3 separate regions of the Mus musculus genome follow, and all the other regions are linked to region 2. A link is a contact called in public promoter capture Hi-C data. All regions are on one chromosome and are shown on one strand. Each heading gives the region's core, a stretch centred on a gene start, on an enhancer-like site or on the middle of the called end of the contact. The rest is flanking DNA. Distances are from core to core; before and after follow the strand shown.

Evidence for each region. Capture Hi-C pulls out chosen DNA fragments and counts their contacts.
Region 1: a promoter capture Hi-C map of adipose tissue shows a contact between it and region 2. The contact joins two enhancer-like sites. A contact is called at or near these places in 6 of 39 promoter capture datasets (the 3T3-L1 cell line, the C10 cell line, cranial neural crest and 3 more), 1 of 15 datasets of contacts at CTCF or cohesin (the NIH/3T3 cell line), 4 of 484 Hi-C or Micro-C datasets (the AML12 cell line, bone marrow-derived macrophages, cerebellum and 1 more), 2 of 115 datasets of contacts at active chromatin or transcription factors (bone marrow-derived macrophages and embryonic stem cells) and 2 of 9 other capture datasets (adipose tissue and pancreatic islet).
Region 3: a contact with region 2 is called in a promoter capture Hi-C map of adipose tissue. The contact joins two enhancer-like sites. A contact is called at or near these places in 8 of 39 promoter capture datasets (the C10 cell line, the HPC-7 cell line, cranial neural crest and 5 more), 1 of 15 datasets of contacts at CTCF or cohesin (the NIH/3T3 cell line), 9 of 484 Hi-C or Micro-C datasets (the AML12 cell line, CD8 T cells, LSK cells and 6 more), 1 of 115 datasets of contacts at active chromatin or transcription factors (embryonic stem cells) and 4 of 9 other capture datasets (adipose tissue, embryonic stem cells, liver and 1 more).

What each region holds. Positions count from the first base shown.
Region 1 is chr6:113,022,201-113,027,089 of GRCm38.p6, reverse strand. No RefSeq gene overlaps it. Among named protein-coding and RNA genes, the nearest start is that of Gm43868, 22 kb to the left of the region's middle. Within about 2 kb of position 2,104, at least 80 of the 459 cell types and tissues checked have an H3K27ac peak or open chromatin away from gene starts, as enhancers often do. A contact at or near this core is called in adipose tissue, where this site is marked.
Region 2 is chr6:113,264,021-113,268,778 of GRCm38.p6, reverse strand. It overlaps Mtmr14 (myotubularin related protein 14), which reads right to left. Exons shown (of 19, transcript NM_026849.2): 10 at 3,269-3,335; 11 at 2,724-2,809; 12 at 2,443-2,519; 13 at 2,184-2,220; 14 at 84-151. Among named protein-coding and RNA genes, the nearest start is that of Cpne9, 16 kb to the left of the region's middle. Within about 2 kb of position 1,593, at least 18 of the 459 cell types and tissues checked have an H3K27ac peak or open chromatin away from gene starts, as enhancers often do. A contact at or near this core is called in adipose tissue and embryonic stem cells, where this site is marked.
Region 3 is chr6:113,097,372-113,102,076 of GRCm38.p6, reverse strand. All of the region lies in intron 1 of Setd5 (SET domain containing 5), which reads right to left. Among named protein-coding and RNA genes, the nearest start is that of Setd5, 22 kb to the right of the region's middle. Within about 2 kb of position 2,271, at least 266 of the 459 cell types and tissues checked have an H3K27ac peak or open chromatin away from gene starts, as enhancers often do. A contact at or near this core is called in adipose tissue and embryonic stem cells, where this site is marked.

The sequences.
Region 1 (4,889 bases), core at 855-3,354, 240 kb after region 2:
TTCTACACATGAAACATCGTGCTTTATAATTTTTTTTTTTTTTTTTTTGGTCTTTTTGGTTTTTCGAGACAGGGTTTCTCTGTATAGCCCTGGCTGTCCTGGAGCTCACTTTGTAGACCAGGCTGGCCTCGAACTCAGAAATCCGCCTGCCTCTGCCTCCCGAGTGCTGGGATCCTGCCTTATAATTTGTACAAAGTATCTCTTCTTCTTCTTAAGAATCCAGTGAACTAGCCGGGTGTGGTGGTGCACGCCTTTAATCCCAGCACTCGGGAGGCAGAGGCAGGCGGATTTCTGAGTTCGAGGCCAGCCTGGTCTACAAAGTGAGCTCCAGGACAGCCAGGGCTATACAGAGAAACCCTGTCTTGAAAAAACCAAAAAAAAAAAAAAAAAAAAAAAAAAGAGAATCCAGTGAGCTATTATTTTTTAGGGGGGAAGGTATTTTGTTTTGTTTTGTTTTGTCTTTTGAGATAAGATTTCTCTGTGTAGCCCTGGCTCCCCCGGAATTTGCTCTGTAGACCAGATAGGCTTCTAACTATCAGAGATGTCCCTGCTTTTGCCTCCTGAGTGCTAACAGTAAAGGTGTGCACCAGCACTGCCCCACCGAATTAAGTGAGATTTAATCTCCATGGCTACAGGGATTATCTTTTGCCACTGTGAGAGGTCACCCTGCCTAGCATAAGTAGGGGCTCGAGGTAGGAGCTCAGGAGCATTTGTTGCAGAAATGCATACATAAATAATAAAAAAGACATTTTCATAAATAAGGAAGCCAAGGCCCAAAGTAATTAAACAAGTTGATCAGAATTCAGACAGCTGGTGGGGAAGCAGGGCACAGCTCGGATTCAGACAGAGCAGAATGGAGGAGGGGAAAGGCCTTGGACCACTATGGCCATGCACACAGAAGGCACACGGGGAGGACTCACTGAACTGATTGAGAGTGACGCCCTGCATGTCCTTATTAGTCCATTGAGAAGGTGGCAAGGCTTTGTTTTAGTTTATAAAGTCCATCTGAAAGCTGATGGTTTTAGGTACCCAGAGCTTTGAGGTTTCCCGAAGTGAATGTTCTGTTTTTACACGCAACAGGAAGAGTTAATGTTTCTGTCCACAATCAACATGGGCTGCATACATGGAGCCGGAGGCTTCCTTCATTGAAGGGTAGTGCTTCCTACTGCCACAGTACACAGGGATGTATTAGAAAGCTTCTTTGTACAATTCACAAGAGGCCCCGAGACTGGCTTAAAAAGCATGGCCTTTTCAAAAGAGAAGGGATTGTTCTGGTTGAAGGAAAGAGGGTAAAGGTGACTTAGTTTCTGACTCTGTGCTGATGAGTCCTAAGCTGGTGAATCATTTCAATGTCTTACAGACAAAATCTCAGAATTCAGATAACTGCTGCATTTCTTATAGCCCCCTGTCTACTGTGACCCTAAAACTGCACATCAAAAATTGAACATATCTTGTATGTGTGCATGTGTGCAGCTGTGCATGTATGTTGGGGATGTTGGGGTCAAATTCAGGGCCTCCCTCAGATAGGCACATACTCCACCACTAAGCTACACCCCTAGCCTAATATGCCATGCCTTTGTCCCCAAACCAGATTTTCTTTCCTTCCCCACCCCCATCTGTGGCTATTTATTCTTTCATTTCATAGGCTCCAAAGTTTGGGATTTTCTATTATTCTTTTCTCTTTATGAACTATATATTCAAATACTTTTCCATTACATATCTCATCATATTCCTTTTCTCCCCCCTTCCCACTTAAGAACAGCCTCTATCACTTCAGATACGGCTGGGCTCTTTGTATCTAGACTCTTTAATATCACCGTAGACTACCGTCAGATTCCTCTAAAACATCATGCTCCAACCCACGTTCCAAGTCTGTGTTATCTTCTCATGGCTTGGCATAGCATTTCCCAATATGTGCTGTGCAACACTTTAGTTCCGTGGGAAATGAATAGGTGTTAAGTAAAAAACAGATGCTGGGATCAAACGCTAACGCTGAGAAAGTTGTGAGTCACTTCTTTCCCGAGGGATGATTCATAGCTTTGATATGTTAATGTGCCTTATTACACAGCCTTCCTCAAGACTTGTGCTTTCACAGAGGCCTTTTCGGTAGAGAATTTCACTGGCCTAGATCCTCATGCACAGCGTTTGGGAAACCCTGGTCCACCAATCCAAGGCCATACTCCCTGTGATGATTAATTTTATGTGTCAGCTTGACTGGGCCATGGAATGCCTAAATATTTGTTCAGCCGTTATTTGAGGTATGTTTCTAGATATTATTAGCATTGAAACTGGTCTACGTAGTAAATCATATCCTTCTACCTAAACTGAACAAAGAGACTAACAGACGACTTTACTTGCCTGGCTACCTTTGGACTGGGATTTTTTTTTTCTTCTTTTTTTTTTTCTCTCTGAACATCTTTTTTTCTTGGGCCTCCAACTCCCCATACAGATCTTTTATTATTTATCATTATTGTGCGGTTTTTTTTTTTTTTTTGTTTTTTGTTTTTTTTGGTGCAGGTGTGCATGCTACAGCATGCATGTGGAAGTTTGAGGACAGCTGTGTGGAGCGGTTCTCTGCTTCCATCTTTATAAGGATTCTAAGATTATACTCAGGTCATTAGTCTTGCATGCTGAGCCATCTCCCTGGCCCTCACCTTGCAGATCCTGACCCTTGGTGATCATGCAAGCTAATTCTTGTGAGTGTGTATACACACATAGACTGTCTCAGGTTTATGAGAATTAGGCTTGTGATTGTTTGACCTTAAGATGGATTTATCAAGATGTAACTTCCACTGTGCCCTATGGAAGATAACTGGAAATGAGCTGTTGCAAGAATGAATCTCTGGCTGGGATGTAACTCAGGCCTTGAGTAGCCTGTGGGAGGCCTTGAGTTAGATTCACAGCACTGGGGCACGGGGATGGGATGGGGAGTTGGGTGTTTCCTAGCCTTTAAATCTCTCTGTACTTTCCCCCTGGGACATCCCTAGCTTCCTAACTTCCTTGCATTCAACCTTGAACTCAAGGTCCAAGTGAAGTCCAATCACTGCAGCTTAGAGTCAATTGCAGAGCACTTAAGATCTTGCAGGGATTGCAGCACCCAGGGTATGTAAGTCAGATTCTCTGAGAGTGGGGCTCTGGCATTGGTAATCGACTAAGTTCTCCAAGTGTTTCCAGGAGATAAACATAGTTTAGAATCAGCCCAGGTAGTCCTGATGCCTGAACCCCGTCCTCAGTTGTCTATATCAATAGATTTGGGGTGGGGCCCAATAATTTGCATTTCTAACAGTTCTCAGGTGCTGCTGGTCTTGGGGTCTCACCTTGAGAGGCTCTGTTTACAAGGATCAGGGGCCCAGGTCACTCTGTGGACTGAGGAAAACCTGATCTTATGCACATTAAAGGAGTAGCTGAAAGCATTACTCTGCATAGTAGCTACCAATTGGTGGCCAGGCTTGATGGCATGTGCCTTTAACCATTGAGTCAGTTCAAAGCAATGCTTTCTGTTAAAAAGTAATCTTTTAAGATCAGAGATTTAGGGCTGGTGAGATGGCTCAGTGGGTAAGAGCACCCGACTGCTCTTCCGAAGGTCCAGAGTTCAAATCCCAGCAACCACATGGTGGCTCACAACCATCTGTAATGAGATCTGACTCCCTCTTCTGGTGTCTGAAGACAGCTACAGTGTACTTACATATAATAAATAAATAAATCTTTAAAAAAAAAAAAAAAAAAGATCAGAGATTTATTTATACATAGGTCTGGGATTGTAGCTCAGTTGGCAGAGTGTCTGTGTAGCATACTAGAAACCCTAGGTTTTATCCCTAGCCCAGCATAAAATGGATATAGTGGTACACTCCTGGAATACCAGCACTTGGGAAGTAAAGGCAGGAGGTTCAGGAGTTCACAGTCATCCATGGCTACAATGCAAGTAGGAAGTCACCCTTGCCTACAGTGTTTCAGTAATTAATAAACAAACAAATAGATAACACCATAAAAAAAGCCTAGGTTCCAGTAAACCTTCCAAATGAAGGTAGTAATATCAATTAATACAGAAAAACTATCTAAGCAACTAGTAAAATAGTGGAAAGTGAAAGAAAAAATATTGACTCAGGACCTGGTCCAAGACCAAATTCTCAGCACAAAGGAGATTTCTTTGTCCCAGAAGGACAGAAGGCAGGGACTCAGAGACAGACATAGGAGATAGAGGACAAGGGAGAACAGGAAGGAAACAAGGGAGAAGGGGGAGGGATATTTGTCTCCAGGGGACAAAGGGCTGCCTCTGGGTAGAAAGGATACAAACTAGGCAAATAGGAAATTGGCAGTTTATAAAGGTACAAGGAGAAACCCCTTGTTAGGATGAGGTGTTTAACTTTAATTGGGTATGCCAATTAGGTGAGCCAGAGGGGGCTTTTGATTGCTGGACTTCAATACTTCGATAGCTGGACTTTGGTAGTCAGCCTCAGGAGGAGGAAATGGAGAGAGAGAAATAAGGGAATGGACCTTGGGGGCTGGCTTTAGGAATGTGATTTTAGTAAGTTCCCAAGTCAGTTTTAGTAAGGCAGAGGGAATGGGGGGAAAGGGCAAGGTCTGCCAGAGCCGTGCTCTCCATCCTTGGGCTGGCCAGGGTCCCTTCAGAAATAACATACTATTTTGATATCAGCTCTTATGTTGTAGGGTAATTTGTTACACAGCAATAGCTAACTGATAGAATCAGCAGAATCCTTGTGTAACTACAGTTTTTATGGCAAAAGCCCGGGTTCTAGCAGCTTTGGCAGGCTAAGATCAAGTCAGTCATTGGTAATGAGGGGACTTAGCCCAGTACTGTACCAGTACTGTAGCCTGAGGAGTTTTCCCCGTAGAGACCGCCAATAAACAAATTCTTGACTACGTTGAAA
Region 2 (4,758 bases), core at 344-2,843:
GCTCTAGTAACAGGGCTGGGATAACGGCAGTGCTCCACACTGTGGAGGAGTGCCCCTGTGGTCCTTTGCCTCCCTCCACTTACCTCTGGGTCTTCAGGCAGAACTCTTCGGAGGTGATATGCTTCAAAAAATTGAAGCAAAAGAAGAAAATCTGAAGGAGAAAAAGCAGAGCACAGTGAGAAGTTAGCCTTGGCCAGTGGAGAAGAACATGCAGAAGAGCGCCACTGGCTCTCAGGTTAATGCCTCTTTTGGGGAATGACCTTCTTTGTGAACCCTGCTAGATCTGATTTATGACTGATGTGGGTGATACAGAGGGCTCAGCAGGGTTTTAGGCAGGTGCCCATAAGCTGGGGGTAGGGAAGATATAATGTGCATCTTTTCTGAGAACACAGAGGTCCAAGGTAAAGAATTCAAATCTTCAACACGCACATTCTCAGCTTTTACAGTGAAAATAACAGCAGTTCCCACTTCCATCTTAAAGCCCAGGGAGAGCTACTGACAGGGGGGACAGCTGGGAGGGAGAGTATCTTGGGCAAGGGGATTAGTGGATAAGGCAGGACAGAAGAGGAAAGGCATTCCATAGGGAGGGGTGCACCAGATACAGGATCAGAGCTGGGGTAGGGCAGCCATGCTCTGGCTGAAACTGTGAGGCCCAGGTCTTCACTGTGAAGTGGATACAGGCAAGAGACTGACTGGCAGCAAACCCATTCCCAGGAGCAAATCCCAGCCAGTGACCTAGTCCAGTGGCCTCTAGAAACATACCAGAGGCTTTGGTTTATTTAACCTGCACAACACAACAGGCTATATATCAACCAGTGATCCCAAAAGGTGTAACCCATGAGACTCAGGGAAACACCCATACATTCCCACAGGGCCCTGTAAGATTCCATTTTAAAAAAAAAAAAAAAGAGGAAAAAAAAAAAAAAAGGCAGAGGGTTGCTCAGATCTGGTCAGTAGGAAATGCTGCATTATATAAAATGACACAGGTGTTTTCATCAGACACCAGAGCTTTTTAATGTGCTAATGTACCCTGGGAACCTCAAAGATAGAAGACAGGGTAAAGAGGCACTTAGCAGCTGTTTTTAGCTTGCTATATTACAGAGGTGTCTGCAGTCTGGAGAGGTAGCAAGACCTATGCATACACTGAGGGACTTGCAGGGTGGGACTCAGAGCCCAGTCTTCGCAGTCTCATTTTTGCCCTTATTCTCTGAAGGGAGCATCTGGCTTGCTCTGGTGGGCGGGGGAGGGAGATGGAGTAGAGGACAGAATGTCCTAAAGCACCAGCAAAATCTCCAAAGAGGCTACAAAGAGTCCTTCTGCCCAGATTTCAATGCCAAAGGCTCTGCCTCTGGCAGAGTTCATGGGGCCTCTGAGGAGCAGGCTTATGAGCTCTGCAGACGCGTAAGTGCTCAGAGAGATTTGGAAGGGAGATGAGCAGCTGGGCAGAAGCAACAAAAGAAAAGCTGGAGATAAGACGCCTAAGAAGAAAGCAAGCTCAGAAGCAGGAGGGAGAGAAGGATGCTTCTGGACACTAGGGGTGGGTGGAGACAGAACCAATACTGTCATGATATGCATCTGTATAGCTCAGGGAGAAACCAGGAGACTCAAGGTGAAGCTCAAGGTCACCTAGGCAACGAGCAGGACCAGTCGAGACACACTCAAGCCAAACTTAAGATCTGATGCTGGGGGAACTACAAGCAGGTAAAGAAGATAGAGGAGGCAAGACAGAAATGGCAAGAGGAATCTGACTACACTGAAAAGAAAGGACAAGGAGGACCTGGAGGCAGCCTACAAGTGGGCAGAACCCTGGGTGTGCAGACCACCGTGGAGAAGGGAAGGGACTCTGAGTGGCAGGATGGAGGACAGAAGCACTCCATGTTTCAGCTTTGAGCATGGAGCCATGGAAAGCAACTTGAACACTGGCTCCAGAGCCAAGTGCAGAGGGAAGATGAGGAGCCTGAAATGGTCACAGCCACTGTGGCCAGAACTCCCTCTGTGGTACAAAGGGAGCCCGAGGCCCACACACGGTCTGTGCTCTTGCCTTTCCCACCACACTGCCTGAGGGAAGAGGATGGTAAGCTCATCCAAGCATCCTGGGTGGAGAAACTGCCTTCCCAGCATGGCAACCAGAATGAATGCCTTGTGTGTTAAGGTGTAGTCCATGTCTGTGCGGAGGTCCTTACCTCCTCCCCTTTGCTGAGCCGATCTACCAACATGTGTCTGAAAAAGAAGAGTGAGAAGGTCAAAGCACAACCCAGCGCTGAGGAGCCGTGTGACCCACAGACAGACCAAGTCTTTGGCACCAATGCATCACATGAAGCCTGCCAACATCTTTGATCCTTTCCAAAGAGAGCCAACTTTTTTCCTCCAGCTGTTTTCTTATCTCTGTTCCTCATAAGAAAAGCTAATACACCATGCACACACACCTCCTTGAAGACTTACCCAAAGAGGAACCAGTCATAGGCCACAGTCAGGTAGAGGATCTCAGCAGGCTTCAGGGATGTGTGAATTAGCCCATCCTGGGGGAGACAAAGGGTGGCAAGCTCAGAAAGCTGCCTTCCTAGTGCGGGCCTCCTTGCTCCAGGAGCAAACCAAAACATAGACTGGGTGACAGGACCACCCTTATCCTACCCCAGCCCCCAACCAAGAACAGTGTTAAACGTGACAATTGGAGACCTAATAGGGTCTCTGCATATTCCCCGCTCCAGCTCATTCATACTCACAGCCCACAAGGAAAGGCGCAGAAGAGAGATGAAGAGGGGGGTCCGGTCCCAGCCTGAGATACAGTGTACCAGCAGCCCGCTGTCATCTATTGTGGAACAGGAGCACCAAGTGAGAGAACCAGATAGGGTTCTGCTGAAAACCCCAGGCCTCCAGCCTGGTGCAGGCCAGCTTAGTGTCCCTCTTCCCCAGGTTCCTGTCCAAAGTTATTTTATTCCCCAATCTCATCTTAGAAATGAGTGGGTGGGAACATCTGTCTTGACTTCTAGCATCTTAGCTGAAGTTCTCTTTTTAATTGTATTATAACCATGTATGTGCACATAAGAGTGCACAGGTCAGAGAACTGCATATGGGACTTTGCTCTCCTCTCCCTCCATGGTCCTGAGCATAGTACCCAATTCACTGAGCTTGTGCAGCAAATGTGTTTTTAAGCTCTTGGCATACTCCAGGTAGAAGCCAGCCCAAAAAGTCTCTTTGGGGGGTTCACAGAGAGGATCCCCCTTCCCAGCCAGCACTTCGCAGGCTTGGGACACCAGGAGAGACTTACCATCTCTGTTCATGATGAAAAGCAGCAGTTTCAGGTAGTTCTGTGTTTGTTGCACCAGGTCCCAACTCTGTTGGGCAAAACAGAAAAGGGATCGAGAAATAAATATGACCAGGAATGGACATTTAAATACTATCAAAAACAAACCACTGTCTGTGCATGGTGACATTGGCCCGTAACCTCAGCACTCACTCAGGACGCAAGAGGAACACGAGTTTGAGGCCAGTTTTGGCTACATACCGAGTATCAAAAGTATCAAAACAAACACGACTGCCAGCTAGGGTGTGGGTCAGTGGTAGAGCACATGCTTTGCATTGAAGAGATGTGGGGTTCTGTTCTAGTAGCAAAAATCTAACAGGAGTGCTGCCAGGTATGATGGTATGCCTTGTAATTCCAGCACTTAGAAGGCCAGGAAGGAGGCTCAGTAAAATTCAAGACCAACCCCAGCTCCGCCAGCCTGAGTATGAGACCCTATCTCAAACCGACAGACGGTGCCAAGCATGATTTTCTGGGCAGCAGTTCTACATAGCGCTTGATCTTTAGCTCTAGGCCTAAACCCTAAATACTCCCGAGCCGCCTTCCTCAGTTCCAGGAGATCTCCTTGCATCTATCTCCCCATCCCCTCCCTCACACGGTGCTCTGGGAGTGAGGAAGAAAGTCTTGGTGCACGCCTTTAATCCCAGCACTCGGGAGGCAGAGGCAGGCGGATTTCTGAGTTCGAGGCTAGCCTGGTCTACAAAGTGAGTTCCAGGACAGCCTACACAGAGAAACCCTGTCTCGAAAAAACCAAAAAAAAAAAAAAAAAAAAGTCTTCAGCAGGTGCTCTCAAGCAACCACATGCCAGTGGCTCCTCAGTTCCGGGGCGGGGCCTCAGGGTGGATATTGTTTCTAAACAGTCATGTAAGAGACATTCCTTGATCTGCACCACACATGGAGACCAACACAAATACCGATCTTCTCATCACCCTCTCACTCGCCCTTACTGCTGTTTACTGCATGCTCTCTCTCTTGTCATCAGTGTTTAACTGTGTGTGTGTGTGAGAGAGACACACACACACACACACACAGACAAACACATACACCCCTGGGGTTGAAGAGCACTGGTTAAGAGCACTAGCTGCTCTTACAGAGGATCAGGGTTCAATTTTCTGCACCCAGATCTCTAACTGCAGTTCTCAGGTGGCTCAGGGGAAGCGGATTATCTTCTGGCCTCCTTGCATACTTGTGGCATTGCACAGAAATGGTGCACAGCCATGCATGCAGGCAAAACACCCAATACACATTAACAATTTAATTGCTATAATACTACATTACATGTGACACTCCTCTATGGCTTGCGTGTGAAGGTCAGAGGAAAAGTTTTGGGGATCAGTTCTCCCCTATCTCTGCATGGGTTCAGGGGATCAAACTCAGGTCGTCAGGCTTGGCAACAACCATCTTTATCCACTGAGCCATTTGCTGCCTCCTTTGTCTTTTTTAGTCTTCCTATATTA
Region 3 (4,705 bases), core at 1,022-3,521, 170 kb after region 2:
TCAAGAGAGACCAGCCTGGACTACATACTTGTCTCAAATGCAGTGGTGAGATATTACACCAGCTATCTGGACAGTTGATACACAACTTTAAGAAACATTAAGAAGTTAGCTTATTAATTTCTCTTTGTAAATTCTTTTTCCTCTTGCCAATTGTTATATAACTGTACTACTGCTACTATTCTGATAAAGGCAATCTTAATAGGCCAGCTTGACCATGTTGTCCTAAATCATAATAATGGGGTTTCTTTTTAAATGTCTGTTTTGTCTGAATGTACATCTGAAAAGGGTATCAGCTCCCATCAAGCTATAATTATAGATGGTTGTGGGTACTGGGAATTAAACTTAGATTTTCTGGAAGAACAGCCAGGGCTCTTAACTGCTGGGTTATCTCTCAAGCCCCAATGATGAGGTTTCCTAATTCAAATTCTGATACACGAAACTCTCTTTATATGGTTCCTTCACTGAAAAATGATGTAAAATATAGCTATTTAAATGATAAAGAACTTTTACTAGATTATCCATATACAATCTTTTATTATAATATCTCATGTAAGAAAACATTTACTCTGGTTTATCAAGCTAAATTTTAGCTAGAGTAACTATTAATTTAATCTCCTAATTTGGAGATGTGTAAGAACTGTGTCTAGACAAAAATAATTTCAAAATATAATTTATTCCATTACTTAAACTCTTATCACCAGAACACAAATTATGGCAGGGATTAAAAAACAAAACTTTTTTTTTAAACCACTGCTGTAGTTCCAATGATTAAATACTATGCCTGACATATCAAGAGGAATCAAGAAATGTTTACTGAGTGATCCCATCATAGTAACCAAGTTCAACATTTACTAAAATTCAAAATATAACAAATGAAAAGGATTTGGGGCAGTCACCTTTGAGGTCCCCCAATTATCTGCGAGTAGCTCTGAAACCCTAGAAAAGGCTGAGACACAGTTTAATATATGAAGAAACATTGATGTGCTCAAAAAGTGGAACACTACAGATTAATAATTTTATTTCTGTATTACTTGTTACTTTCCATTTACATCTAACACAAAATAACTAAGGGAGGGAAGGAAATGGCCTTGGTTTCCAAGGTGATGAGATACTGCCCTTCTCTTCCCTTCTATCAAAACTGTTCCCCTCAGGATTCTCAAGTTTTTCTTGTCTTTCCATGGGGGTTCCAAACTCAGTAACTTTTACATTTCTGTTTTGTTTTGTTTGTTTTTAAGCAATTGCTATAGCCCACATCAGACTTAAACTTGTATCCTCCTTGGCTGACCCTCCCAAGTGCTATTATTGGCACACACCACCACATGGGGCACAGACCTCTTTTCATCAAATACCAGATTTACTTTGGATACAGGCCTAGCAAAACATATTAAATGATGACTCCTTTCTTTTCCCCATTCCATTCCTTATAAAAACTGGGGGCAGGGGGAATCGGTTCTACCTGGGGTCAATTCCATCAACTTACTATATCCCCAAAAGGAAAGGAAAATAGAGAACCTATTAAATTTGGGGAAAGAGAATGAAGAAAGGGAAGAGTAGGTGATCAGAATTTCTTAAATTCATGTTTTTATTTCACAAAGTCAAATATAGTACTGACCAAAATGAGCTCTCAATATCCAAAATAATAACAGGTCATAAACATGGAAGAAAGCTGTTCACAAGTCACCATCCATTAGAAGGCATGCCCTTTACATTTATGTGTGTGGGTGTGGGCGTGCGCATGTTTCCAATTTTTAAAAATCTGGAAAACAAAGTAATCTTTAGAAAAATATTTTCAAAAGTATATTCACAATTTTGAAGTGAAAAAAAAAAAGGTTTGAAGGTGACAGTAAAAAGAAGAAATAAAATAGTCAAGTATTCAGCAGCAGCAAGTAAGAGGAAGGACAGAGGCAAAGTAAAAATATAGTTTCACTCTGCCATCAATTATCAACCCACCAGATCTACAAAATACCGGATCCACTAACAAACCCAGCCTGTCTTCCAATACTGAGCACTCTTTTGAGAGTTACCATTTATATGTAGTTTCTAGACTTTTAAGATTTCAGAAGAAATGTATCAGACAGGTGAGGCGGAAGCAGCTGGGAGACAAGAGACCAGTAAACAGTCAACCCAATGAAAGAAACGCACAAGTCAGCTTTAGCAATCCTGTGAAGAGGACTGGCAGGAAGAAGAGTGCAGCTTTAGAAAGAGAACAGGCCTCGTATGCTTCAGACAGTCTTTGTACTGAGGCTGTGGACCTTGGCCACTCTCCCAGAGATGATGCAATCCTGATGAACAAGATCTGCTGCCAGACAAGCGATTGTTAGCAGCCTTTGCAGACAGCAACTCAGCCAAGAAGCAATCTCTGAGCAGCTCCCCATAAGCCACCAGAATGTCAAATTTCTTCCATTTCAGTCTCTGATAAAATAAAGGGAATATCCCTACCCCACGCATCCCAAGCCCTTTTCTTAGAGAGCCCTTTGTCTTCCCTGCTTTCCTTTAACTGTGTTTAAAGTCTCCACCACTCATAATTATATTTCAAATGAAACACCAAAAATATTTTTACTCTGATGAGCAGAATTCTCTAAACATATTAACGATAAGGCCTTTACAGTAAAAATTTATACTAATTTTCCTCAGTTTCCCAAGAAAAACCTGGGACACAATAGTTTCTTGTATAAAAACTGTTATGAAATCTGATACTCAATTATGACTCACAAAAATAAAGATAAATATTTAGACTAATCTAGGGTCAGAGAGGTATATTTTGAATTCTGAAATTACATGGAACTCAGTACATAAAACAATGTCATCTAGGAGAGAAAAAAGAAAATCTACTCTAGCTTAGGTCAAGATAAACATTAACAAAGTGTCTTTACAATGTTAGGTACAACGCCTCCTTTTCTAGGGGCAGCATGACTTCAGATCTTACTAGAGTTAATGATTATAATCCATTTACTTAGACTCCAGCTTAAATATACATTCAATTTAAAAATCTTCCCTAGAATTGTCATCATAGGCCCAATTTCTTTTCAGTTTAGGTACTGGGTTTTTCATATACAATATTGTTTCTCACCTTGTTAAAGACTTAGGTTAGGGAACTTCAACTACAGGAAGCCTCAAACCAAATTTCTTTTTAAAACCACCATCCTTAAACTGGGACACAATTCAAGATTCAGGTTTCTTACACATATATATTACTGAAAGCATTATGTTCAACCCTGTATTTAGATAATGGAAATTAACACATATAGCACAGCTCTGAAAATTCTTTAGTAGGCTAATGAGTAACTGAATTAAGAGAGAAAATTTGTACAAAGAGATAATTTGGTAGGGTACTTGCCTGGCACCACAAAGCCCTGAGTTTTCTTAGCCTTGCACAAATTTGGCATGGTGTTATGAGGCTATCTATAATCCTAGGACTTTGGAGGTACAGGTAGAATTATCAGAATTCCAGGTTATTCTGGGTTACATATAGCAAATTTTGGGCAAATTTGGGATATGTGAGCCCTGTCTTAAAAAACAAAACAAAACAAAAACCCTTCAAAAAAATTGCAAAGGGGTTGGGGGAAAAATTGCAATTTTATGATTGGATCTTTCCGTCTGCATGTGAGTTGAATTTTCTCTTAAATCAGTTTTTCTTATGACTATAAAATTTAAAAGGGGGGATTGAGAGAGTAGGGCTGGGAGGAGAAGAGGGGAGGAAAAATAAATTAATGAAAAACTTTTTTTTTTTTTTTTAACAAAGTGGGAACTCTTATGAGGACTTTAAAATGATAAAGTCTTGCAGGGCGTGGTGGCACAGGCCTTTAATCCCAGCACTCCAGAGGCAGAGGCAGGCAGATCTCTGAGTTCGAGGCCACCCTGGTCTACAAAGTGAGTTCCAGGACAGTCAGGGCTACACAGGGAAAACGTGTCTTGAAAAAACAACAACAAAAACAAGAAAGAAAGAAAGAAAGAAAGAAAGAAAGAAAGAAAGAAAGAAAGAAAGAAAGAAAGAACGAAAAAGAAAAAAATATGTAGTTTCACTTTCCCATCAATGAACAACCTACCAGATCTACAGAATACTGGATCCACTAGCAAACCCAGCTTGTCCTGCTTTACTCCTTTTTATTTTCTTTTGATTTTTCAAGACGGTTTTTCTGTGTAGCCCCGGCTGTCCTGGAACTCACTTTGTAGGCCAGGCTGGCCTTGAATTGAGTAATCTGCCTGTCTCCGCCTCCCAAGTGCTGGAATTAAAGGCGTGCTCCACCACGGCTTTACTCCTCCTTTTACTACACACACACACACACACACACACACACACACACACACACACCAGTTCAAAATGTGGGTTTTTAATGCATACAATCAGCTTTCTGCAGAACTCATGTACCATCTGAATTATATGCTTATCCATTTCTAGCCAAAACCCAACTATCCCAAGGGAAAAAAAACTAGCAGTACTACTTTTTTTTGCTTTGGGAGAAAAGGATATTAGGAAAAATGATTACATAAGGAGCTAGAAATTTTGTGATATAGCCCACAATTTAGCTCAATGACTCCAGAAACATTGTATTACACAGATGACTTTTTTTTTTTTTGGTTGTTTTAGATGACTTCTAAATGTATCAATATAAAATAGTTATTTTCTTTTTTCCTGCTTCATATTTTCTGTGAATCCTCAACTTGCTTGGCAATTTATGTCTCAAGTAGGTACAACAGAAAGAAT